2 separate regions of the Oryctolagus cuniculus genome follow, and region 2 is linked to region 1. A link is a contact called in public Micro-C data. All regions are on one chromosome and are shown on one strand. Each heading gives the region's core, a stretch centred on a gene start, on an enhancer-like site or on the middle of the called end of the contact. The rest is flanking DNA. Distances are from core to core; before and after follow the strand shown. Region 1 has its middle 150 kb from the start of BCOR. Region 2 overlaps BCOR (BCL6 corepressor).

Region 1 (5,915 bases), core at 1,762-4,261:
TTTCCAAATGACACTGCATTAGAAACACGGATCAGCACCCACGGATGAAATGAAACCAGGCTCTGATGCGTAGGCCCAAAAAGCAGGAAGGTTCGAAGGTCCGAAGGGAAGACTTCAGTGTGGAATCTCTGGGAAGCAGGTCGGCAGGAAAACGAGCCGACCTGCTCTTAAATCTTCCATCAGCAAAGCCGCGTCGTAAAACGCAAGTGCGCAGGGTGCTGTCTTAATACCTGTGATCAGGCCCGGGAGGCCTAATGCCTATTTAACAGCCCTAAACCCTGTCCAAAGCTACAGAGGCCAAAAAGGCTTAGGGGAATCTTGAGCCGGGCAGAGGAGACCCCCAAAAACCTGCTTTGCCAACTGCTTTGCTTCAAACCGTGGACTGATTTCCATTAATCACACTTGGCCCTAATTACCCCGGAGCAGCCGGTCTTCCTCTGGCCTCAAGCAGGAATTTGAAGGGGCTCCTGACAAAGCAGGTCCTTGGAAGCCAAACAATAGTAAAGGCTGTGGGAAAAGGCGGGGCGAGAAGGTGAGCCCTCCCCAGTCCTCTCCTTCCTGGAGCCCCAACTTCCAGGCCTGCTGGTGATCTCCCCAGGTAGGCACCCGAGTTCCTCCACTAAATAGATTTTCCTTTTGTTGTCACATTAATTTGCAACTCATTAATAGTGACAGAAGTGAGGTACTGCGCCGATGTCATTTGCATATTCATGAGTGACTTATTATTAAACAAATAAGATTTTCCTATCTTCGCGAGCACCCAAAGTAAGTACATTACACCGGCCCGATGCTTTATTCTCTCTTTAATATGTTAATAGATGCAGTTGATTTCTTTAAGTAAATACGCATCTATAAAACAACACGTACTTTATAAAAAAGAAATCATTTAAATAATAATCCATTAGCAAAGTTGGCAACAATTTAAGAGGAACAGCCCATTAATACCAACGCGTGGGAATCAATTTGCGAATTTGAACTCGGTTGGGTGGTGGGTTGCGGACGGCCGCGGAGGACCTGCCAGAGTGTGTACGTGCTTCGAAAAATATTTTAATGAGTTTCCGCGTCTTTCAGGTGCCGCTCCCAGGAGGTCGCAGACGGCCCGAGTCCTCCCCCACCCAGATCAGCGTTTTTTCCGGCGTCAGCTGGGGACCGGAGTCGCGGCTTGAAAACAGGCCCGAGCACCGCGTCTACCCCGCCGCTTCCACCGTGCCTGGCGGCTCCCCGTTAGCACCGAGCTGAGCCGAGTGGGGGCGGGGCGGGGCCTGCTCTCCCCGCGAGAACCCCCCCCCCCCACGGGGCCGGCACTGGTGCCCTGCCCTCGTGCCCCCCATCCCCGGCACGGGTTTCATCGCAGCCGGTTCTTTCCAGCCGGGGTCAGGGTGGGCTCCCCCCGCGGCGGCGCGGAGCGCGGGGCCAACCGCGCACCCTTATCTCGGCCGAGTCAGACACTCGCCGCGCGGAATCTGTTGACATTTAGTATTGTTCGCAGGAGTCCGGAGCGCGGGGTGGGGGCGGGCGGGCCGAGGCGAGGCGAGGCGAGGCGAGGCGAGGGAGGGCGGCGAGCGTAGGGCCTGCGGTTGGCCGGGGCGGTATGGGGGGGGGAAGTGTGTGTGTTTGTGTGTCTGTGTGTGTGTGCGCGCGCACGAGAGAGAGAGAGAGAGAGAGAGAGAGAGAGAGATCGCGAAGTGGGGGAGGGGCCGTCTTCACGGAAAATAAAAGTGGCCGGCGGGCCCGGAAGCCTCCAAGCCGGCTCACCGGCCCACGCCGGGAATTGAGGTGGTGGTTGTGGTAGTGAGGGGAGGCAGGAAGGAAGATGGGGCGGCCGGCGGTGGGGTCCGGGGTGGGGGTGGGGTCGGCTCCAGCCGCACGGCCCCCGGTGACCCGCAGGACACAAGTGCATTTGTGCCGAGCCGTGGCGGGGATTAAAGTGCCATACGGCCCGAGACAGGGGGGCGAGGCGGGTGGAAAACAACTCCCCGCGCGCACAAAGCGCGCATTGTTCCAGCCACCTCCATTATGCCGCGCTGCAGCCAAGAGCCCGTTTCGCAACTGCCCTCCCGATGCTCGAGCGCGCGCGCGCACCCGCGCGCACACACACAGACAGACACACACACACACAAGAATCTGCCCTGGCAGAAGCAAGGGGTGGGTGCGCTCCGCCGGGACTGGGAGGGGCCGCCGGCGCGGGGGGTGGGGGGCGTCTCGCAGGCGTCTTTTGCTGCTCGGCTGCCTGTCTACGCGGGGCTGGGCTTTTTAATGTCTTCTCTTCCTAATCGCCGCCGCGGCACTTTGCCGTTTCTATGGGCTCCTCGGGCCTGCCCCGAGCGCACCCGAGAGCCTGGAGCTCCCCGGGAGAGGCGGCGACGGTGGCGGTGGGGGTGGAGTGGGTGCGCTCTCAGCCGCTGTCACCCGCGGATCGCAGCCCCAGGCGCGCAGCGCTTGCCTGCTCTGCTGAGGACACGTGCGCAGGAGGAACCGGGAAAGCATCCCGCCTTCCAAGGAGAAGCTCCCGGAGCGCCCCCTCCCCTGGCTCCCTGGCACTCCGGGACTTCCCCCGGCCGGGAGCGGGAGCTGCGGAATCCCGCGTCGTCGGGCTGCAGGGCCTGCCCGCCTGTGCGTGCCAAGTGGGCCACCCTAACAACGCCGGTGCCCGGGCCCTGTCCTCCGCCCTCTGCGGCCTTCTCGGCTTTGGCTAGGCGCCCCGAGAGGGATTTAAAGCTTGCCAGCCTTTTAGGAGCCTGTTCTCCCCAGGGAGCTGAGCTCAGGGGAGAGTGGAACCCAGGCCACCCCCCCACCCCGCCCACTCCTCCGCGCGCCTCCTGCCGCGCCCTCCTGGTGGGCAGGTGGGGAGCGAAGGAGGCCGAGCGCGGCGAGCTAGCGCGGTCTGGTTTCCTTTACGTTTACAAGCTATAAATAAACTTCCCCTTGGGCGGCTGCGCGCCGAGGCCAAGGGCGGCTTCCCGCCGAATCGGGCGGGTGGTTTACGATCTGGGCCGGGAGCTGGTCCTCGCACGGCTGGAGCCCTGGGTGGGGCGCTGGCTCCGGCAGAGCTCAGAGGTCGGCCAGGAGTGGCCGAGTGACCCTCCTCTCTCCCGCGGCGCGGGGCCGGGACGCCTCTGCGCTGAGGCCCGCGGGTGGGGCTGGCTGATTTATGAGCCGTCACCCCACCCCGCCCCTCCCGTTTCACTTGTTTTCCTCGTCTCCGGTTCAAACCCTGTTCCCAAAGCCTCAGCCCCAGCCTTGGCCAGCGACGATTTGACAATTTCGGGCTGCTGGAGCGCCGGCCCCGGCCCGGGCCCCGGCTGGGCGCGTGTGCAGGCGCGAGGCCTTCGATGTGTTTTTACAAAGCCCCCGCGCCCCGCGATGAGGCTGGGCAGCCGGGGGCGGCCTTGGCCGGAGAGGCCGGGAGGAAGGGCTGGCTGCGCGGCTCCGGAAACCGCGGGCCGGCCGGGGTGGATCCCTGAGCCTCAAGGTCACCGGGCGCGGGGAAATCGCCGGCCCACAGCAGAGCCGAGGCCACCGCGCCAGTCGGCACCGAGCCGCAGGTCTCTGCAAGGCCCGTGCCCGGGTGTGCAGTCCCGCGAGGCAGTCCAGAGGTCGTGCGGTGGCCACCACCAACGGGTGACTCTGGCTGTTGCCACATTCGGTTCGCCCTGAGACTTCGCAGGCCAGCGAGGAGAGGAGACCGAGACCTAGCCTGGCCTCCAGCGGGCAGGGCCCGTTTTTCGGTCGGAAGGCTGGGTAGCGGGGGTCCCCTGCCCTCCCCTCTCCGCGCCGGCCGCAGCCCCGCAGGCTCGCTTTTCTGCCTGGTGTTTGTTTAACCCTCAACCTCTCCGCGGCAGCTGCGGGCAGAAGGATTCCTGGTGGCGCTAATCCTGGGGCTGGACCCCCAACTCGGGTCGCCGGGAGCTCCCCCCCCCAGACCCTCGTGGCAGGGTGGGGCGCCATGATCCCAGTGTGACAGTGCCCCATGCCCCCTAGCCGGGTAGAGGGGCTGTCAAGGGTCGACGGAAGGGGAGCCTTGGCAAGGTCCCCATTGTTCCCCCGGGGGCTGGGAAGCTGACTCACTGAACAGAACGCTGCGGAGTGTTTTCTCGGCAGCCTTTACCCGAGTGCTTTATTTAGACAGGCTTTATTTACAGTACACATGTTTTCAGGCTCCTTATTCTGGAGGCGGGAATGGAAACTGGGCAAAGCAGTCTCCCCGTGCGCCTCACGTTTGCAAGGGGGTGAGGTTCCGCAGAGTCCAAGGATCCCCCTCGCTCTGGCTTGCAATGTTCTCCAGTGGGATTATGGGGAAGAAAAGAGTGCACGGGGTGGGAGCGGAGGGCGCTGGGCCACACCCAGGGAGTCACCCCCTCCTGTGGCCTCTGCGCAGGCAAACGCAGAGCAGCCAGAGGAAGGGGAGACGCCCTCCTGCCCATTTTACAGGCTCAGAGGGGGTGAGGGCCGCCAAGGTCATACAAACAATCAGTTCAGTGTGAAAGGCGTCTAACTCCATTTCCTGGTCTCCTTACCAGGTTGGGTCTGCAGGGTCCCCGTGCGTTGGGTGTCTCGGGATTCTAGGAGGTCTGTGCGGCTCTTTGAGTGGGGCGTGGGGGGAGGGGTTCCTAGGGCCTCTCCTTGCCAGCCTGCTGTCCAGCTGGCTCTTGGCAGCAGCTCCGTGAGTGGGATGGTCCGGTTAAGGACTGCAGGAAATTGTCTGAGCTAGATTAAATATTTTACAAAATCTTCGGGGGGGGGGCTCCGCTTGACTTGAAGCTGGCAATGTGAAACAAACAAAAGTTAATGAGTTCTCTCCCCTGACTTTTTAGGTACAGTTCCCAGAAAACTGGGGTATAGCGCTCTTTAGAGGAAGCCACTTGAATGGCGGGTCCTCTGCTTTTTCTGTACCTCGTTCTCCCTGCTGCTCCCAGTCCTCAGCAGCCGCTCTCTCGGGTTGGGGCGGCAGGAGGGCCTCTCTGGGGTCCCTGGCTGCGCTCCTTGGGCCACTGAATTCCAAGCCTCAGCCTGCAGTTGACTACTGGATCCAGCTCAGAGTGCAGCGCAGCCTGGCTGGGGTGCACGGCTCCTGGGAAAGTCACAGGACACTCACTGCGTGCAGGCTGAGATCTCCCCCTACCCCTGCTCGGGCCTTCCCCCACGGCAGCCCCCTGGGGGTGAAAGCCAAGGGCCAACAGCTTTTCCCTGGTCCTGGCCGAAGCCTGGATCTCAGCCTCACACCCTGAACTGCTTGTGGGGTTTGTCTGCATGGCTGCCCTCCCCGGAGCCCCACACCTGGATCCCTGCTCCTGGCTGGCTTCTTTGCACGGGTGCCTGGTCCATTTCCATATTCAAGCTGCAGTGTAGAAGGCTTGCAGGCCTGGACGGGACAGTGGCCAGGCAAGAGAAGGAGGTGGGCTGACCTTTGCAGGAAGGGAGACCCAGCGCTGCACAGGGAGCCGCAGGCATTGCCAGGGCCCCAGCAGCTTGAAGGAGAGCCTGTAAAAGGAAGCCAGCTCCCCGAGCTCAAGGAACTTCCGGGCGGTGTGTGGCCTGTGTGTCCCTGCGAGGTGCACAGGCTGCAGGGGGTGGGGGGGGGATGCTACGGGCCTGCAGTCTGGGGTCCTAGGGAGGCTGAGGAGGGCCAGGGTCGGGACTATGGTGAAGGGGGGTGGGGGCTCTGGAGAAGACACTCGCTAAAGGAAGCTGTGTGAGGAGACGAAGCCACCTGGAGATGGCTCAGCCGGTGGCGGTGGGGGTGGGGTAGGCTCGCAGAACACTAAGAATTGCCAAGAGCCTGGAGCCTGGCTGGGGTTTTTAAACAATAGCAAGGCCTTTACTTCTAGGTTCCAAGAGCAGCCCGCACTCACCCAGGGCCTGTGTCCTGGCTAAGGGGCTCCAGACAGTGCGGCCCACGCCAGCCCCTTCCTGGG
Region 2 (5,682 bases), core at 1,132-3,631, 120 kb before region 1:
GCCAGCTGCTCTCCAACAGGCAGCGCCCTGAAATCTATTTAAAGAGAGGGAAAGGGGAGGAGAACAAAGGGGGAGGAGGGGGGCGGCGAGTGGAGCCTGGGCGAGAGCGAGCGAGCAGGGAGGATCCGCCGCTCCGCGGGCACATCAAGCGCTCACATCTGTACACTCCGCGATCGATGGGGAGAATGGATAATATTTGTCAGCTGCAGACCTTTCTCTTCCCGGTTCCCCGGGAGGGGAGGGGGCGAGGGAGGGGGAGGGGCGGGCAGGCCGGGCGAGAGAGGCCGCCTCAAGGACAGCGCGCTTCGCGTTGCAGCCACTCGGAAACCCAGAGCCATGAAAGCCGGGGGATTTTTCTCTTATTAGCATTATTAATTATTTTTATTATTCCACAGCAGCCAGCGAACGCTCGGCGGCGCCCCTCCCCCGCTCGCCCGCCGCCTCCCTTTGTTGATTCTCAGCTGCGAGCACGGCGGGCCCGAGCCGCCGCCGCCGCCGCCGCCGAGCGCGATCTGCTCTTGCGCCCTCGGTCGCAGCTGTGGCCCAGGAAGCCGGGGCTGCGTCCCCGCCCCCCGCCCCCCACGGCGCGGCAGCCCCGACACCCCCTCCGCGCCGCCAGCCCCGGGGCCAGCCCAGCCTTCTCCACTCCCTCTCGCTTCGGCTCCGCGTCCCCAACGCCGAGCTGAGAGGCGCTGGTTGCTGCGACCCAGAGCCTCAGGCCGCGGCGGGGAGGTGGGGGGGGGACTTCTCCTTCCCCGCCCTCCCCCCCCCGCCCCCCCGCGCGCGGCTGCACTCTGTGATGCCGCCGTCCTCACACATGGTCTTTATTTCGCACACTAGCGGCGTGCTTCCTCTCGGCTCCTCTCCTCGGGGTTTTTCGGAGCGAGGAGGGAGGTTTAGAGGAAGTTAGAAACCCAGCGAGCCCAGGGGAAAGGGGGAAAACCCTCGCTCGCAGCCTGAGCTTCCGAGGCGGAGGGGAGCGACTCTCGGGGAGAGGGGGCGATGGTCAGGGCAAGGGTGCCCTCCCCCCTTTCTCGGACGCGGGAAGGGCTGAGGGGGTGGCGCTTGGGGGAGCGGCAGTAGATGTGCTTTCACTCGCCCGCCTTGCGTGCTCGTCCCGGCCAGGGTAGCACTGGCCCAGCACTCCTGAAACGGCTGAGCCAGGATGGGAACCGATCGTACAGGCGGTCGGCAAATGAGCCCAAAGACACCTCAGACTGGCCTCCGGCCCCGGAGCCGGCGAGCCCCTGGGACTTTGCTCACACACACACACACACACCCAGGTTGAAACCCCGCAGCCGACGCCCCGCAGGCCCGGGATCTGGGTCCGTCCTCGAGGGAGGTGCTGGTGCTGGAGGCACTAGTCAGGGGTTACTTGCAGCCTCAGCCCCCCCCCTCCCCCCCCCCCCCCCCCGCCGCTATCGTCCGGCGATTCCGGGCCAGCCTGCGGCGGCGTCCCCGACTGCTCCGCGATCCTGGGCAGGGCAGGAAGCTGGCACGGCCGCCGGCTGGGCAGGCGCCACTTGGCCGAGTAGGCTGCTCGCTGGAACTCGCGCGGCACCTTCGCGCCGACTCGGGTTCCCGGGTCTCCGGCCCGGCCACCCTGAGCCGCTGCTCCCCGCACCCCCTCGCTGTGTCCCTCGGCCTCCTTCGGAAGTCTCCCCGTCTCCTCCCGCCCTCTCGGCTTTTCCCTTCCTCGGTCTGTCTCGGGAGCTCCGTAACGCAGTCAACCGCCCTTCCCGAGATTCAAAAAGAAGTTTTGTGTTTCCCCGGGGGCAGCAGCCTAATGCTTCCCTTGTTTTCCGGAACAAAGCAGACATTCAGCGGGGAGGGGGCAGGCGCTGACTCCTTCCCGCTCCCCGTAGCACCCCGAACCCCTGCAGGTTCACAACGCTCGCGTCGGAGCCCGGCTGGCCCAGGGGAGGGGTGGGGGCCCCCTGCCCCCAAGTTGGGCCACAAAGGCCTCGCCCGGGAGCCAGCGAGAAGGCGACAGGGTGCTTGGGTGAGGTTTACAGGCCGGGCGGGGAGGGCGCGCACGCGGCTGTTTACAGTGTGTCTGTGCTGCTGGAAGCTCGCCCGCCGCCGCTTGACAGCGTGGGGCACCCGCGGGCTGCCAGCTCAGAGGAGTTGCGCAGCGGCGGGCCCTCCGGCGCTCGGCCCGAGGCCTCCGCAGCGCCGGGACCAGGGCGCGCAGGGAAGCAAGAGATCTCCCATCTCGCGTCCCTCTTCCAACCCGTAAACTCCCTCCCCCGCTCGGGGTCTGGATCGGGTAGCATATCAAAGGGACTCCCGGAGCGGGGAGGAGCTCACCGGGGCGCTCTGGGCCGGCGTAGCGCCCGGGTTCTCAGCAGACTTCCCATCCCCTCCCTGGGGCAGGTCCTCTTGCCCTGGAGGGCGCAGGACCCCAGCCTTGCACCCCGGAGGTGCTTCTCGCTCCGCCAAGCGCTCCTCGGTCCCACCTGCCCGCCCGTCCGCCCGCCCCCCACCTCTGGGGCACCGCTGCACCAGCTGTGCCCACGCACGCCGGGCCTTCTCGCCAGCGCAGCGCTGCCTCAGATCCCGCTCCAGCTCTTCCCCGCGCCCCGGCCTGCGGCCGGCCCCCGGCGCCTCCAGCGCGGCCTGAAACTTGATCCGGTGTCCGAAGGACAGTGTGTAAACACCAGGCGCGCTCCGAGAGCCCGCGGGAGGGGCCGGGCGAGGGCCGCCCGGGCAGCTCCGAGGCCCCGCGCCCCCGCCCGCCTGCTCGCCCCGGGCACGATCGTCGGGGCCGCCGCCTCGCTCTGTGCCTTCCCAGTTGGCTCAGCTAATTGGAGCCGCCGCCACCGCGGCGGCCTCTTGTTGAATTTTCTAGATCGCAACCGTTCAGTCGTGGCTGCCTGCGGCTCCCCTCCCCCGCCCACAGCTGTTATCTCGGCCGGCAACTTGTTGGTGGTGGGGACCGTCCCTCCACGGCCCCCGGCCTCGGGCTCCGCGTGCACCCTAGCAGTTCCAGGAGTGTTTTTTTTTTTTCTCCTGCGGGACGAGAGGCGCAGGGAGCTAGAGTCTTATCGGAACTGTGGGGCTTGGCGCCAGAATCCGAGGCTTGCGGTACTGTGGAGTGGGTGGTCCCGGCCACAGCACTGCCACCATCGTCCTTGTGGGCTTGCACCAGAAGGTAGTGAGGGGCCCGGAGGGGCTCCAACAACTCCGCCAGCGACTTCAGTTCCTTCCAGGAAAGCAGGAGCACAGCGGGAGGGCCCCCACCCTCGGGGGGCCGGCGACTTGGCCTGTAGGTCCCTGTGCAGCATCTAAGCCTGCCCACCCAAAGGCCAGTACCAGCTTGGGGGCCTGAGGGGAAGGGTCACTTTCAGTGGCTTCTGGTGCCCCTCCCCCCAAGCTAGGTGAACTCCAGACTTGTGCCGGAGGCTCAACAGGGCCTCTCTAAAGCCTTCCTTCTCCCTTAGCCGGTCAGCTCAAGCCCTAGCCACACGTTTCCGCTAGGGGCACACTGCGTGGGTCAGTGGGTCAGTAGGAGGCCCCATGGCTAAGGTGGGAAGTGCCAGTGGGTTGATGAGACTCAGGTGGCCCCTGCTGACGATGAGGGAGCAACCGGGTTGCCCTATAGCCAGCGTTTCTTAAGCATGTCATTTCCTCAGGATGCAACTTTTGCTAGCAAGTGCCATAGGTCCAGGGCCCGATGTTGATGGAGTGGCGGCACCCCCAACCCAGAAATGCATAGATACAGGCAAGCAAAAACTCCCAGGGGGCTGGCTGGGCGGTGAGAAGGAACCTGGTGTGTGTGTGTGGGGGGGGATCTGTAGCAGCCGGAAAGCGACTACTTTCTTTTCCTGTGACAGTACCAAGAAGGGTCCCGTTCCCTCCCTGTGATGGTTCTCTGACAGCTGGCGGGGAACAAAGAGAGGAGGCCACGGGCTCCCTCGTTGTCATCTTCTAACACGCTTTTCCTTCGCTTCTAACTTTTACCCAAATTCCTATCTGGGGCTCTCCTAAGGTGTCCTTTCAGTGTATTTATAACTGGAGCAAGATTTCCGACTTAATCTATATTGATTGAAGCTATGATATAAAGGGAATCTATAAAATTAATATTGCAACGTGGTGTTTGGGATAGCAGTGCAGTAGGTCAAGTTCACCTAGTTTCTTGGCATCAAAAATTCTCCAGGCCCTTCCAATCAGATAACCTATGTGTGTCTCCCACTATCAGCTTCTCTTCTGTTTCTGTAGCAGAGTGCGGGGAGGGAGGGGGAGGGGGAATGAATCCTCTGAAAGCTACTTACTCTCCTTCACCCCTACCCTATCAGTCTAATAGAACCTTGTTTCTATTTAGGGTAAAGTATATTTCTATGTTTTGATAAAGAAGAGAATAATTTGTGCTCCTCTCCAGGACTGAAAAGATAATTATGCGTCCCGGGAGCTTGCTCTTCTCCTGGCTGTTTAACAGACAATCTGGATCCTGGCTCTGGAGCGGGAGTGCTTCCGCGTCTCAGCCTTCTCCTCACCACCTTCCCTCTGTCACCACTCAGCCTCCACCAGGCCCCTGGGCGGGTCCTGTGGTCCGAGGGCGTGTGCCCAGAAGGCTGGCAGTGTCGCACCAGACCCTGCAACTCAGAGCCTGCATCCGGCATTCATATTTTCTTTACTGTGCGAAGGATATTCGGAGCCATTGTAATTCCTGTTCCATCTCCCTGAAAGCTTACGCCAAGAGCTCCCCATGAGGCCTACGGTGATGGATGTCTTGAGGCCCGGGAAAGGAGCCCTCGTGGTGGGAAGAGTTGAGTGCCTGCCTGCAAGACTCAGACACAAACCAAACCAAAGTGCAAACAGCAGCAACAACAAAAAAGCGACTCCACGCACCTGGCTGGTAGCCTGCTTGGAAACAAACCTTACTGCCAGCCCCCCTACACACTGCCCCCTCCACCCCACCGCCAAAGCCCAAGGGCACAGCAGTCCCCTGGCCCCGCTTAGGAATGGTGCAGTTAAGCTTGTCAGGAAGCTGAGATGCAGCTACTAGTCCTCACTTCCCTGGGCGCTGGGCTCAGCTTGGCTGAACTCGCCGCTCCTGTCTTGCGTTCCTGAAGCAGGATCGCACTGTGTCTCCTCCCCAGGGGTCCCCAGCTATTGATTTTTAATATCCGTATTCAATATTGTGTATTAAATATTGAATCCATGCACGAGAGGATGTGATGCAAATCACCAGCCGTGCCTGAGACTTTAATAGTTGTTTTATTGCCCGGAAACCACAGTTGGACGCAAGGCATCCTGCAGCCGAGGCTGGGGGCGGGGATGACAGGCAGAGAGGAGGGCTGATGGCTGCGGAGCCGGAGCCAAGCGGGGCCTCCCAGAGAGGGTACAGGACCTCTGCAATGGCCACCACTAAAGGCACAGCCACGCACTAGCAGGTCGGCCGTCGGCAGGCAGGTTGGAGGCCAGCTCTAGGCTGCTGTTGTGTGAGACCTCGGCAGAGGAAGAGGTGTGGGCTATGTCCTTCCTTCCTGGATTTCCCTAACCGGACTGTTCGTTCCTGTCCAGCAAGCCCCCTTCCCTTGCACACACACACACACACACACACACAACTATTGAACAGGAAAGTGAACTTCAGGCAGGAAACCCCAGGCCTCGGGCCTCCTCCACCACTCTCAGCCCTGTGACCCTCCTACGGACCTCTCTTAACCTGTCTGGGCCCCG

The links. Hi-C and Micro-C count contacts between places; a contact is called where the count stands out from the background.
Region 2: a Micro-C map of ear pinna shows a contact between it and region 1, with 2.4 times the contacts expected there. The contact joins two enhancer-like sites. A contact is called at or near these places in 3 of 6 Hi-C or Micro-C datasets (ear pinna, psoas muscle and an unstated tissue).

What each region holds. Positions count from the first base shown.
Region 1 is chrX:25,992,582-25,998,496 of mOryCun1.1, reverse strand. No RefSeq gene overlaps it. Among named protein-coding and RNA genes, the nearest start is that of BCOR, 150 kb to the left of the region's middle. Within about 2 kb of position 3,011, at least 6 of the 8 cell types and tissues checked have an H3K27ac peak or open chromatin away from gene starts, as enhancers often do. A contact at or near this core is called in ear pinna, where this site is marked.
Region 2 is chrX:26,116,835-26,122,516 of mOryCun1.1, reverse strand. The region is part of intron 1 of BCOR (BCL6 corepressor); the gene reads left to right. Among named protein-coding and RNA genes, the nearest start is that of BCOR, 23 kb to the left of the region's middle. Within about 2 kb of position 2,381, at least 2 of the 8 cell types and tissues checked have an H3K27ac peak or open chromatin away from gene starts, as enhancers often do. A contact at or near this core is called in ear pinna, where this site is marked.